Regions from separate parts of the Mus musculus genome. Here all the other regions are linked to region 1. The links are chromatin contacts, called in public promoter capture Hi-C maps. All regions are on one chromosome and are shown on one strand. The core of a region is the stretch at or near the end of the contact, and the rest is flanking DNA. Distances in the headings are between cores, read along the strand shown. Region 1 holds the start of Kcnq5 (potassium voltage-gated channel, subfamily Q, member 5). Region 2 holds the start of Tmem14a (transmembrane protein 14A). Region 3 holds the start of Tram2 (translocating chain-associating membrane protein 2).

The links. Promoter capture Hi-C pulls out the DNA fragments that hold promoters and counts their contacts.
Region 2: a contact with region 1 is called in a promoter capture Hi-C map of pre-B cells, with 3 times the contacts expected there. The contact joins the promoter of Tmem14a here to the promoter of Kcnq5 in region 1. A contact is called at or near these places in 3 of 39 promoter capture datasets (cranial neural crest, hippocampal neurons and pre-B cells), 18 of 484 Hi-C or Micro-C datasets (the Ba/F3 cell line, CD4 T cells, CD8 T cells and 10 more), 3 of 115 datasets of contacts at active chromatin or transcription factors (astrocytes, extraembryonic endoderm stem cells and memory CD8 T cells) and 1 of 9 other capture datasets (liver).
Region 3: a promoter capture Hi-C map of pre-B cells shows a contact between it and region 1, with 7 times the contacts expected there. The contact joins the promoter of Tram2 here to the promoter of Kcnq5 in region 1. A contact is called at or near these places in 5 of 39 promoter capture datasets (the C10 cell line, hippocampal neurons, liver and 2 more), 2 of 484 Hi-C or Micro-C datasets (embryonic stem cells and pre-B cells) and 3 of 115 datasets of contacts at active chromatin or transcription factors (astrocytes, extraembryonic endoderm stem cells and memory CD8 T cells).

The regions. Positions count from the first base shown.
Region 1 is chr1:21,960,692-21,964,341 of GRCm38.p6, reverse strand. Kcnq5 (potassium voltage-gated channel, subfamily Q, member 5) reads left to right here and starts at 2,400. Exons shown (of 14, transcript NM_023872.3): 1 at 2,400-3,161. The coding sequence starts at 2,761.
Region 2 is chr1:21,216,328-21,219,903 of GRCm38.p6, reverse strand. It overlaps Tmem14a (transmembrane protein 14A), which reads right to left and starts at 1,329. Exons shown (of 5, transcript NM_029398.3): 1 at 1,015-1,329. All of the region lies in intron 1 of Gm28836 (a long non-coding RNA gene), which reads left to right.
Region 3 is chr1:21,077,582-21,081,231 of GRCm38.p6, reverse strand. It overlaps Tram2 (translocating chain-associating membrane protein 2), which reads left to right and starts at 2,007. Exons shown (of 11, transcript NM_177409.3): 1 at 2,007-2,238. The coding sequence starts at 2,119.

The DNA of each region.
Region 1 (3,650 bases), core at 1,151-3,650:
TCACTATGCCTACTGATATTTCAGCAAGAAATAAAAGGCAGTTTCCTAGCAACACCTGTATTCAAAGGAGCAGCAACAACAATAAAAGCTTAATTACAAACACTTTCTTTTCCTCAAAGTTGACTTTTGCCTATCTAGAGAAGTCACTGGGTTACAAGGAAAACATGGCACAGATCAAGGCCTAGGAACAGGTATGAACAGAGTCTCTTAGACTTTCCTTTCTGGGATTGAACAAGCAGGATGATCCCCTAGGGTTTGCACCAACAGCAGAATGGGTACTCCAACTGGGAGTCAGGATGCTGGGTTCCTAGTGGCCCATCCTGTCTGTGAATACACAGACAAGCCCCCTTCTCTGGGTTTGTGATTAAGTGGATGGCACTCAAAAAAGATAGTTACAAATGTCTTAGACGTCTATAACCCTTACTAATTGCAGATGTCCTTGCCACCTTCCCACCCGGGTTTATTAACATTTTCGAAATAGACATCATAGCTTCCCTGGTATGATCCCTGCATCCTAGGAAACCATCATTTGGACATTAAGCAGCTGAGTTCCTGGGCCTTTCAGAAGGGGAAACACGCTCTTGAGTCCTGCCTTAAAGAGATTTCCTGCCTGTGTGTGGGGCCAGGCCCCAGAGTGAGGCAAAGGTGATCTAATCTCAGTTGAAGTTTGCAGCAAAGAAAACAGCTTCCTTTAAAGGGGAAGTGGCCTTTTCATTTTCTTATTTTCAGCAAAGCTAGGATTTTTTTTTCATGCCGACAGCGTGTGCACGAGTCATTTTAAGTCTCTACATCTTTCACCCTGAAAGTCCCTGCACAGAAACTCCACGGGGAGTCTAAATATAGCTGCACCGAACTACCCCCCACCTCAGCTCCCACCTTCAGCCAGGGGTCTCCACGCAGCTCTAGGATTGGAGAGCTTATTCCAGGACATTCTCTTTGCATCTGCCTTGAATAGCAGGGCACGGAGCAACCTCTCTAGCACCTCCACGGTGTGTGGGTGTGAAGTGTATTAGAGGAAAGCAGGAGTGACTCTGAGTGTTGATGCTTGGCTCACACGTGGTACTGCTGCCAGCTGCACAGCGCTAGGGGTTAGTAGTGCCTACTGCCCAGAGGTTTGAAGGGAAACAAGGTCTTGCTGAGTAAGAACCAGGAAGAGGTCTTCACAAAACAATAACGATAAAAATAAAAGTAAAACTCTTAGCTGACGTTCTGACTGTAGAAAGCAGCTGTCTGTGGGCGTGGGTGTATGCACGGGGTGTATGTGTGGGTGTGTTGGTAGAGTATTATCTGCTATGGGTGAGACAACCAAGATAAGATTTTTGCCTTAGTGTTGGCTGGTATTCATGGAAGTGAAAAAAGGCTCAGGGATGGCCACTTTGCTACTGACTACCATGACTTTGTGTTGAAAGCATAGTTCAGTTGAACTTGGCGATTATTACTTTTTTTTTTTTAAATATTTGGGAGGAAGGCTGCTCTATTAGAAGGAGTTCCCAATCCTGGTGTCCTCTCAGTTTCCCCATCGCTGAATCTGTTGTTTAATTGCTAACAATATTTTTGAAAGGCGGAGTTCTGAGCCAGCAGCACCATAATCTCACTCTCATCCAAGAGAAGAGATGGGCTTTGGGGCGCCCATTTTCCAGAGGTGGTGGGGGATGCAGTCAGTGGTTCCCTTTTCTCTAACATTGTAAGTTACAGCATCCTGTCTGAGAGGCAGGTCCTGGACTCACTATCCTCCATGATCCCTCTCGAACTCCCTGGGGACGCCACAGTCGCGGCGGAGATTTAAGCAGTTTTATGACTTTCTTTCACTTACATGGAAATTTCTGGAAGGAGAGAAGTGGGCTCCTTTTCCCAGGCTGCTCTGTCAGGAGGAGCTCCCTCACCACGAAGGAGCTACTTTGGAGTTTTACGCCCTCCCCACACCCCACCCCTGGGGATGGGAAGGATGTTCTGCGACTCGCAGGCTTGTTGTCTGAGGCTAGGATGGAAAGTCACAGCCTGCAGGCTGGATTGAGTCGCGGGAAGCTGCTGGGTCCCTGCCTGGCTCTCTCCGGGTGTGTCCATTGAACTGCGGTGGGCTGGTCCCCAGCGCGGGAACCCAAGCGCCACTGCCAGAAGCTTAGCCCCCGCTGGCTCGCTCCTAGGCTAGCCAAAACCTGGAGGGTAGGACAGAACCTTTCCTGCCCACACCCATCACCCGAGGATGGCAGGACCAGGCGCGGCATAGCAGCGGGAGAAGCCCAGAGACCCGCTCGTCCAGTTTATTCAAGAGGCAGACTTCGCCCTCCGGACAGCTCCGAGTCCCAGGAAGAACCGAACCAAACTCATCCTGGGAGACCGACTTAGGGTCAAGCCGGTATTCTGCCGGGGTGCAGGGGACAGACAGACTCGAACCCTGCTGGGTGTGCACGCGTGCGAGCGTGCCTCCGGGCATCCCGCACACCCTCAGTCCCGTGTGCCGACACTCCTCGGGGAGGAGGGAGTGGCAGCCACCAGACTAAAGGAAAGCGAGGGACACCTCACAAAGTGACGCCCCCAACAGGTCCGGATTTGGAATTGGAAGCGGCAGAAATCCGGACCTCCCCGGGCCTGCTCCGCACACCCCGCCGCCCCCGCCCGGAGCCCCGACTCTAGGCTAGTCCGCCCCCCCGGGGCGCCCCGTCGGCTGCGGGTTTCCTCCTGCAGACCTGCCCGCGCACATGAAGCCGCTGCCCCCGCCGCAGGCGCCAGCGCCCCCCTCGCGGTGCCCGTGGTGATGCCATGCCCCGCCACCACGCGGGAGGAGAGGAGGGCGGTGCCGCCGGGCTCTGGGTGAGGAGCGGCGCGGCGGCGGCGGCAGGCGCGGGTGGGGGGCGCCCGGGCAGCGGCATGAAGGATGTGGAGTCCGGCCGCGGCAGGGTGCTGCTGAACTCGGCGGCCGCCAGGGGCGACGGCCTGCTGTTGCTCGGCACCCGCGCGGCGGCGCTCGGCGGAGGCGGCGGCGGCTTGAGAGAGAGCCGCCGGGGCAAGCAGGGGGCCCGAATGAGCCTGCTGGGGAAGCCGCTCTCCTACACCAGCAGCCAGAGCTGTCGGCGCAACGTCAAGTACCGGCGGGTGCAGAACTATCTGTACAACGTGCTGGAGCGACCCCGCGGCTGGGCGTTCGTCTACCACGCGTTCGTGTGAGTACCCGCGCCCCCACTTCCGACCCCGTGTGCCCCTAGCCATGCCCTCTGTTGGGGAGCCCCGGGGCGCACTTGGCGCCCGCGCCCTGGCCTTAGGCGCGGAAACGCGTGCGCGCTCACACGCAGAGCTACACACACGTGGTGGTTTTTATTTCTTTGCACGTGTTGCCATCGGCCCTCTGGAGCCCTCAATCTCTCTCGTCCCACCTCTCGCTCTGGTTCACATAGAGCCCTTTTGCCCCAAAGCACCCAAGGGACTAACGGGTCAGTTCCAGGTACCTGGGTGATTGAAGGCAGAAGCCGGACTTAGGCGACTCAGATAATCGGGAGCGATTAGGTCCTGATATGCGGAAAGTTAACTGAGTGGGGCGCCCAGGAGCTGGGGATAGCTCCGGGAGGTTGTGCACCATCCCGAGACTGGAGAGACTGGGAGGGCATGACCGGGTGGGATGGAGTGGCGAGGAGAAGGTTAAGAGTGGGTCCACA
Region 2 (3,576 bases), core at 80-2,579, 740 kb after region 1:
TGCTTGAGATTCGTTGCCTGTCAGATTCTTTTTCTCTGCCAGCCAAGCTCAAGTAGGGCAAACCCACACTAGTTCATCCATTGCTGACCTGCACACAGCTCCAAGCGCACTGCCCTGAGAGAATGAGTGGGTGGCTCCAATACACAGCCTGTGTGGAAGTTATCCAGTGGCTGGCCACCCCCCCAACCCACACCCACACCCCCACTGCCTCACCATCCTTGGCTACATTGTCAGGAATCCCACAATTCCTGCGTCTCCACAGAGAACTGAGTTTAGTTCTATAGAAGGGTAAAATTAATCCATTGCCAACAATTGCTTACTGTGAAAACTTACACAAGTCAGTTATCTTGCTGGCTTCTTCTGGAAAGCAAAGGACACTTGCCTCCCCGCACCTGCTTCCCAAACCCCAAAGGGTGTAAGAACTTGAAAGTTGTGGAATGTGGCTGGAAGAGGGAGGCATGTTCACTGCATGTTCATGCAACAGACAGAGGCTAGGTGCTGATATAGGACTGGAAAACGTCCTGGATGCAATGCAACAAAATTATTCACTGCTTAGCATAGGAAACTGAAAATCCCTCCGCAGCCCCACCATCTCAGGTCCTCCTGAATCTTCTCCACCCACTAAGATATCTGTAAATAAGTATGCACAAAGCATTTTCACATAAAAATAAACTAATTACCTATGATCTAAGTGGGCATGAGAGCCATTTTTGAAGCAAGTCTTGGTTGAACTTTACCTACCACCACGCCTCACCTCTGGGAAGGTAAAGAGTAAGACAGATGCGATATTTAGGGCCCCCAGGAAAGCAGAAATTCAGGAAATTGGAAGGATGAGCCAGAAAAGATCTGTGGGAGGGCAGATGCCATTCCCTCCCTCCCTCCCCAGGTCGTCTGAACTGTTTTCTGCTGTGAAGATCGAGGGACTGAAGGAGAGGGCGGATGCTCAGCAAAGAACGGTTTATTCTCATGCCTTTGCATGAAAAGTTTCTTTTAAGGGATGGATGCACAGCTCACCTGCACCCTTGAGCACTTGCTGCAGCTGGTGAAAGCGGAAAAAGCGCAAGAGTAGTCCCTCAATCCGGAAGCAGTTCTGCGCAGGCGCACTGCCTAGCTGCGACCCGCCTTAGAGAGCAGAGTGCACAGAGCTGAGTCCTCTCTGGAGCTGGTTCGTGCGTTGTAGAGTCCTGGATCCCAAGTTCTTCTACTGTCCTCGGCCTGGGAGTGGGGTGCAGCTCTGGGCCAGCAGAGGCCAAGACCCTGGGAAGTGAAGTCGCTTCCCCACCCGGCTGTGTAGGCCCCGAGAGCGCAGGGTTGGAGTCTGCTTCCCCCTGCCGGCCGGGATGATGCTTGCAGAGGGACTCCTTGGTTTAGCTAGGATCCCCCTACATCGTCATAAGAATTTTAGGAAGGTAAACAACATATACATAGTCTACAAATTGTTTCCACTTTCAGTGGAGGTGGGGACGTTCCAGAATGCGAAGGTCTTCAGGATCAGTGAAAGTTAACCTGATTTCAAGGCATGAATGCCGGTAGGTAGATAAGGGCATAGATAGCCTCCTGATCTTTTACTCTTTTACTCTGTGGGATCAAGGTATCCAGGTTTAGATGATCAGGAGGTGTGGCACATAACGCCACAGTTGGAAAGAATTTTGAGTCCTGCAAGGCTAGGGGAATCAGTTTCCAGAAAATCTCCTTACACTGACATTAAATTGTGTCTCTTGGTAAATTCTCATGCGACTCCAGTTGGGCTTTCTAGGATGGAAATAGTAATTAGGATGAACACTGTGCCCTCCCTTATACAACAGCAATCAAGGTATTCAGGAAAGCTCCAGAATTCTCGGAGGTGAGGAGTAATAGAATTACCTCAAAGACATATACATTAATTATATACATTAAACAGGTGGCATTTGTTTGTTGATCCTACACACCACACCACACACACACACACACACACACACACACACACACATTTGGAGAAGTAATGTGACTGCTTTTGAGAACTGGGAAATCTATACTGCTCCTAGAGAATTAATCAGACCCTGGAAGTGTCGCAGGGGCGCTGACATAGGGCTATGGAGTGACACGGAGCTATGGAGTTAGTCCCATCCTAAAGTTTGCTTTCAGATTCTCCTGGTTCTCTCTTCTTCCCACATCCTGATTGTGCACACGTGGCCTAGCTATCTCTGTCTCTGTCTCTCTCTGTCTGTCTCTCTCCCTTCCCCCCCCCTCCTCAGATTCAGAACTCTTTCCTACTCAAAGTCTAAAAATAATATGAAAACCCTCTTGGAAAGCTTTATTATTTCCATGGCATGCTTGGGTAAATGATGGCTCCTTTACTCACAGTGGATTTAGAGTTTGGTCTTTGTTGTTGTTCTGTTGGTCTGAAAGTTGGAGCACAGTCCTTCTTGTGCAGTCTGTTGCACTTAAACACCCCTCATACCATCAGCCCCGGCAGCAGATTAAGATATGGCTCAGAATAGACACTCAGAGATTCTCCTACTAAAGTACCAGAAGATGAAGCCGCCACAACATGCTCCTATTCAGTGATTCTAAATGAACCCCAGAGAACATCTCTCTGTAGGGCATTTGGGATTCCACACTGTCAGATATGTGGAACAGGACTGCTCTTAGGTAGAGGGAACTTGTCACCTGAGCTCAAGCCATCAGCTGCCACCTGCTCGAGTGGAAGCCAAGGGTGGAGCTGAGGATGAGGGTGCAGTGAAACCTTCGGCCTTTGCCAACCTGTAAGACTGTCTACCTACGATCCATGGTGACAGAGACACAATTCCCTGTGGCCTCAGCACCTCTGCCAACTTGTAAGACTGTGTGATAGTTAGAGTGAAAATGGCCCCTAAATGCTCATAGCAGTGGCACTATTAGGAGGTGTCCCCTTGTTTCATGAAGTATGTCACCGGGAGTGGGCTCTGTCTCTTGGCCTTGAGATGCTCGAGCCAGGCCCAATGTCACCCTTTCTTCCTGATGTCTGTACTTCCTAATATATAACCCTCAGATCCCCAAGTGTCTGCCTTCATGCCACCATTTTTCCTGACATGATGACAATAGGCTAAATCACGGAACCATAAGCCAGCCCCAATTAAGTGTTTTTTTCTTTATAAGAGTTGCTGTGGTCATGTCTCATCGTGGCAATAAAAACCCCAACTAAGACAGACTTTTTGTCCATATTTCGTAGTAACAGAGATGCACAATTCAGTATGGCCTAGAGCCTTTGGCATGCCGGAGAAATACATAAAATCTCAAAGGAAGCTCGGTTAATAAATATCCTGAAGAGTAAATGGTCTTGAGTTATGTCTATCAGCATAACTTCAGAATTGTGTCACATGTAAGTACTGTCATGAACTGTCTGTAATGGGACTGTGTGTGGTCCCCCATGATAGGAGACACACAGCAGTGCTACTGTGGATTGATGTGTATTTCCCTAATGCAAACAGTGAGATTAAATTAGAGGTTAGTGGAAACAGAAAATTCTTTACTCTGCCTGACATTTGCACCTGCTTCCAATCCTTACAGTTTTGAGAATTGCAGATCCCAGAGGAAAGCTGCTAGCTCTGTAGTAAT
Region 3 (3,650 bases), core at 758-3,257, 880 kb after region 1:
GGCTGAGTGAATAAGAAAGGCTGGGAATGGGCTTGCAAAACTCCTGCAAAATGCAGGATGCTGTCAATTCTTAGTATTAAGAGTGTGTATTGCAAGCACTGGGAAGTGTTTAACCCATTGTTTGTATTAAAGATGGCCTGGGCAACCTGGACTTAGAAATGGCTGTGATGGCTGAAGGAAGCTTTTGGTGCTCCCTCGGCAGTTGTCAATGTGATGCACCATCAAACATACATCTTAGAATCTTGTGTCTTATTGTTCAACTATTCTGCAAAGGGAAGAGCTATCAGCTGCAAGAGCAATGTCTAAAACATCTCTGCTTTTTCGACTGTTTTATTTATAAATGGGAGGGGTGGTGAGTTCTACTGTTTCCCATGGATTTTGGCCTCAAGTATTAAACGTTAGATTGACACCATTACATATGCGAAGGAAATTCCCACAAATCATTGACCATTAGAACATTTGTACATTGAGAGTCAAGGTGCTCCAGAGTTCTTTACAAGGCTAGGTCCGAATTTCAGAAGAGTCTTGATTGGGGAGACAGCGTAGTGAGTGATAGTCCATGCTGTGCAAATACTAGGACCTGACTTGGAATCCGCAGAACCCATGTAAAAGTTGGCCACAAGGGGCATTTCTACTGGGAGATGGGAGGAGCTAGAGGAGCAGCTAGCCTGGCCTACCTAGTGGAAAAGTCAACACAAAGAGAGACCTTGGAACAAACCAGGTGGAAGGTGAGGCCTGACACCGGAGGTCACTGGGGCGAAAATACATAAATATGTGAGCTCATGCATGTGCAGCCCCTATATGTCATAAACTGTACGCACGTGCACGCACGCACGCACGCACCGGTCTTAACTTTAAACAAAGGTTAGTCCAATATAGGCATTAATGCCCCCCGCCCCGCCCGTGGAGTTAGAAGCCCTAGGGCTGTCTGTTAAATAGTGCACAGTTTAGAATACAGGAGATAAATTTCTTTAAGGAACTTCATTCAGTTCTAGTTACCTTCAGACTGCTATTTTTGCAAACTCGTAACCGTGAAACTAATTTTAAAAAAAGAAAAGAAATTAAACAGTCCTCTGTTCATTTTGCATTTCTGTACATTTAGAAGCGATTATTTGTTCCTTCATTACTGGCAGGATTAAATCCAATATTTGCTAGTATAATTTATTTTAAAAGACCTTTTGTCCTTCCGGAAGTAATTTTGAAACTTAATATTAAATGGAAACGTTGGGTGAGGATCTTTTTTTTTTTTTTTTTTTTTTTTTATTTCTTCAGTGTTTATTCTTCCACTTCTGATCAATTAATATTGAAGGTAGTGAGCCCTGAAAAACCAATTCTGGGCAGTACCTGGCCTTTTAAGTGAAGGAGTAAAACGCGGGGTACCTGCACGCCCTTGCAAAGTAGGCTCTACTAAGGCAAGGCCTTGGGGTAGCTGCTGAAGGTTCTGAGAGGTTGAACCTACACTGTGCAATCCTTCAGACACAGGAGTAGCCATGCATTCATTTAAGATCCAGCGCAGGGCTGGGGCCAGTCCACAGGCCGGCACGAAGCTTCCCGCCCCGGGCCCTTCCTGCAGAGGAAGAAGCTGGGCGCTAGGAGTGGGATCCCGGCCCACTTCCTGTCCAGCAGCTCGGGAGCCGCTTCCTCTCAAAGCCGGAGGACAGGGCTTCCATTCCCGCGTCTCAGCGAGGTTCACGGAAGAGTGTACCCCCGGTGGAAGCCGCAAGCACCGGTAGCGAGCGCGGCACAAGGGTTAGGCGCGCCGGGCTCGCCCAGGAGGCGTGGCCGGTGGCGCTGGCCAAAGGGCTTGAGGGCGGGGCGGATGGAGGAAGGGGGTGTGGCCAGAGGCGCGCGCCTTTGCGGCCTGGGGGCGGGGCGGACGGAGGAAGGGGGTGTGGCTAGAGGCCCGCGCCTGTGCAGCCGCTGCGGGGCGAGGGCTGTGGCCGGGGGCGGTTCCGGGCGGCAGGCCGGGGCGGGGCGGGCAGAGGAAGGGGGCGGGGCCCGAAGTTGTTCCGCGCTGGGCTGCGGGGCTGGCGTGCGGACCGGGCCGGGCCGGAGAAGTTTTCGCTGGGGCTGCTGAGCGAGGGTGCGGGCCCCCGCAGGCGGTGAACGCCCGCTGCCATGGCTTTCCGTAGGAGGACGAAAAGTTACCCGCTCTTCAGCCAGGAGTTCATCATCCACAACCATGCAGACATCGGTTTCTGCTTGGTGCTCTGCGTCCTCATCGGGCTTATGTTCGAGGTGAGTAGAGCGGGGAGGGGGTGCTGCAGGGGTTGGCGGTCCTAACTCCCGTCCTCCGAGGCGCAGACAGGGATTCCCGGACCTCATCTGGGCTGGAGCGCGCCCGGCTGGGATGTCCCGCACGTTATCTGCACCTCTGGCTTTGTGCACTGTATCCACTCTGGCCTGGACCTAAGAGAGTCCAGACAGCACCCCTAACTCCTAGCTGTGCGGGCCGTGCCATGCTCTGTCGCCCCCCTTGGACACCCACCACATCCTACAACTCTATCTGAATCTCAGAAACCCATACCTGGCCTCGAACCAATTGCAGAGCTGCCTTCCTGGCCCTATGGTTGGGGTTTCCTTTCTGGCGACTTGGTGCCAATGTGGGAAACTCCTAGACCAGCTGTAATTGCACAATCCCCCCTCCTTCTCTCTAGTGGGGGCCTCCAGATCTTCTAGGCTTTTCTAGTGGAAGGGACCCTAACCCTCTCCACCTCTCTTGTGGCTTTCTGGAAGTTCTTCATCCTAACCTCTGGAGCTTGCTCCAGGTGTTCACATGTGGCCCTGGCTCCATCCCAGAGGGACCTTCTGCTACCAACCTCTCTTTAAATATGACCTAAAGGGCTAGTTTTAAGATATCCTTTGGCACTTTGAACTGTTCCTGTAGATCTGTGTGAACTGGACCCAGAGCCTCATCCCCTTTGCAGGAGCCAGTAGAGGGATACTCTCTGTGAAAGGTGATTTCCTAGTCGCTGCAGGGATGTGGGGTGGGAACAGAGAAAGGGATCCTGGATTCAGCACTGTGCTGGTGTAGGCCTCAGAGCTGTCTGTGTAAACCACTAAGGGGTCAGAATCCGAGGTCCCTACTCCAGAGTGCTGCAAAACGGTGATATTGAAAAGTGGGAAGGACTTACTATAGTATATATTGTCTCCAGAGCACCATAGGTAATAGGTGACAGTCCCATGGCTTGGGTCGCCTGGTCTTGAGAACACTCATTCCTATCCTCTCTTCTGTGTAAGTTTCCTGATCTGCATTCTACAGGGTAGTAAGAAGGTGCACCATTTAAGAGTTACTTGTCTATCCCTGCATCTACCCATATCTCCCTTATCTACCCATATCTACCCATATGTCCCTGTTACCGACTCAGGACCTATTTGGCTGAAGAACTTGTCCTCGCGCTGGGGCTGTTCTTGGGTTAGCCGGGTCTGAGCTGAATGCATGCTCGTAGCTAGGCTGTCGGGTTTGCAGGAGAGAAGCTGGGACTGGGGCTGGTGTCCACATTCTTCTGGAAATTCTGTCACTTCACTTTCTTCCTCTCCTCCACTCACATTTTCCCTCGACCTCAGTTTCCTCATCATTGAAGAAACCATTAAAACCAACCTTCCTTATGCAGTGATTTATAAAGCTTAAAGCTGAGGTTTTATCCGCA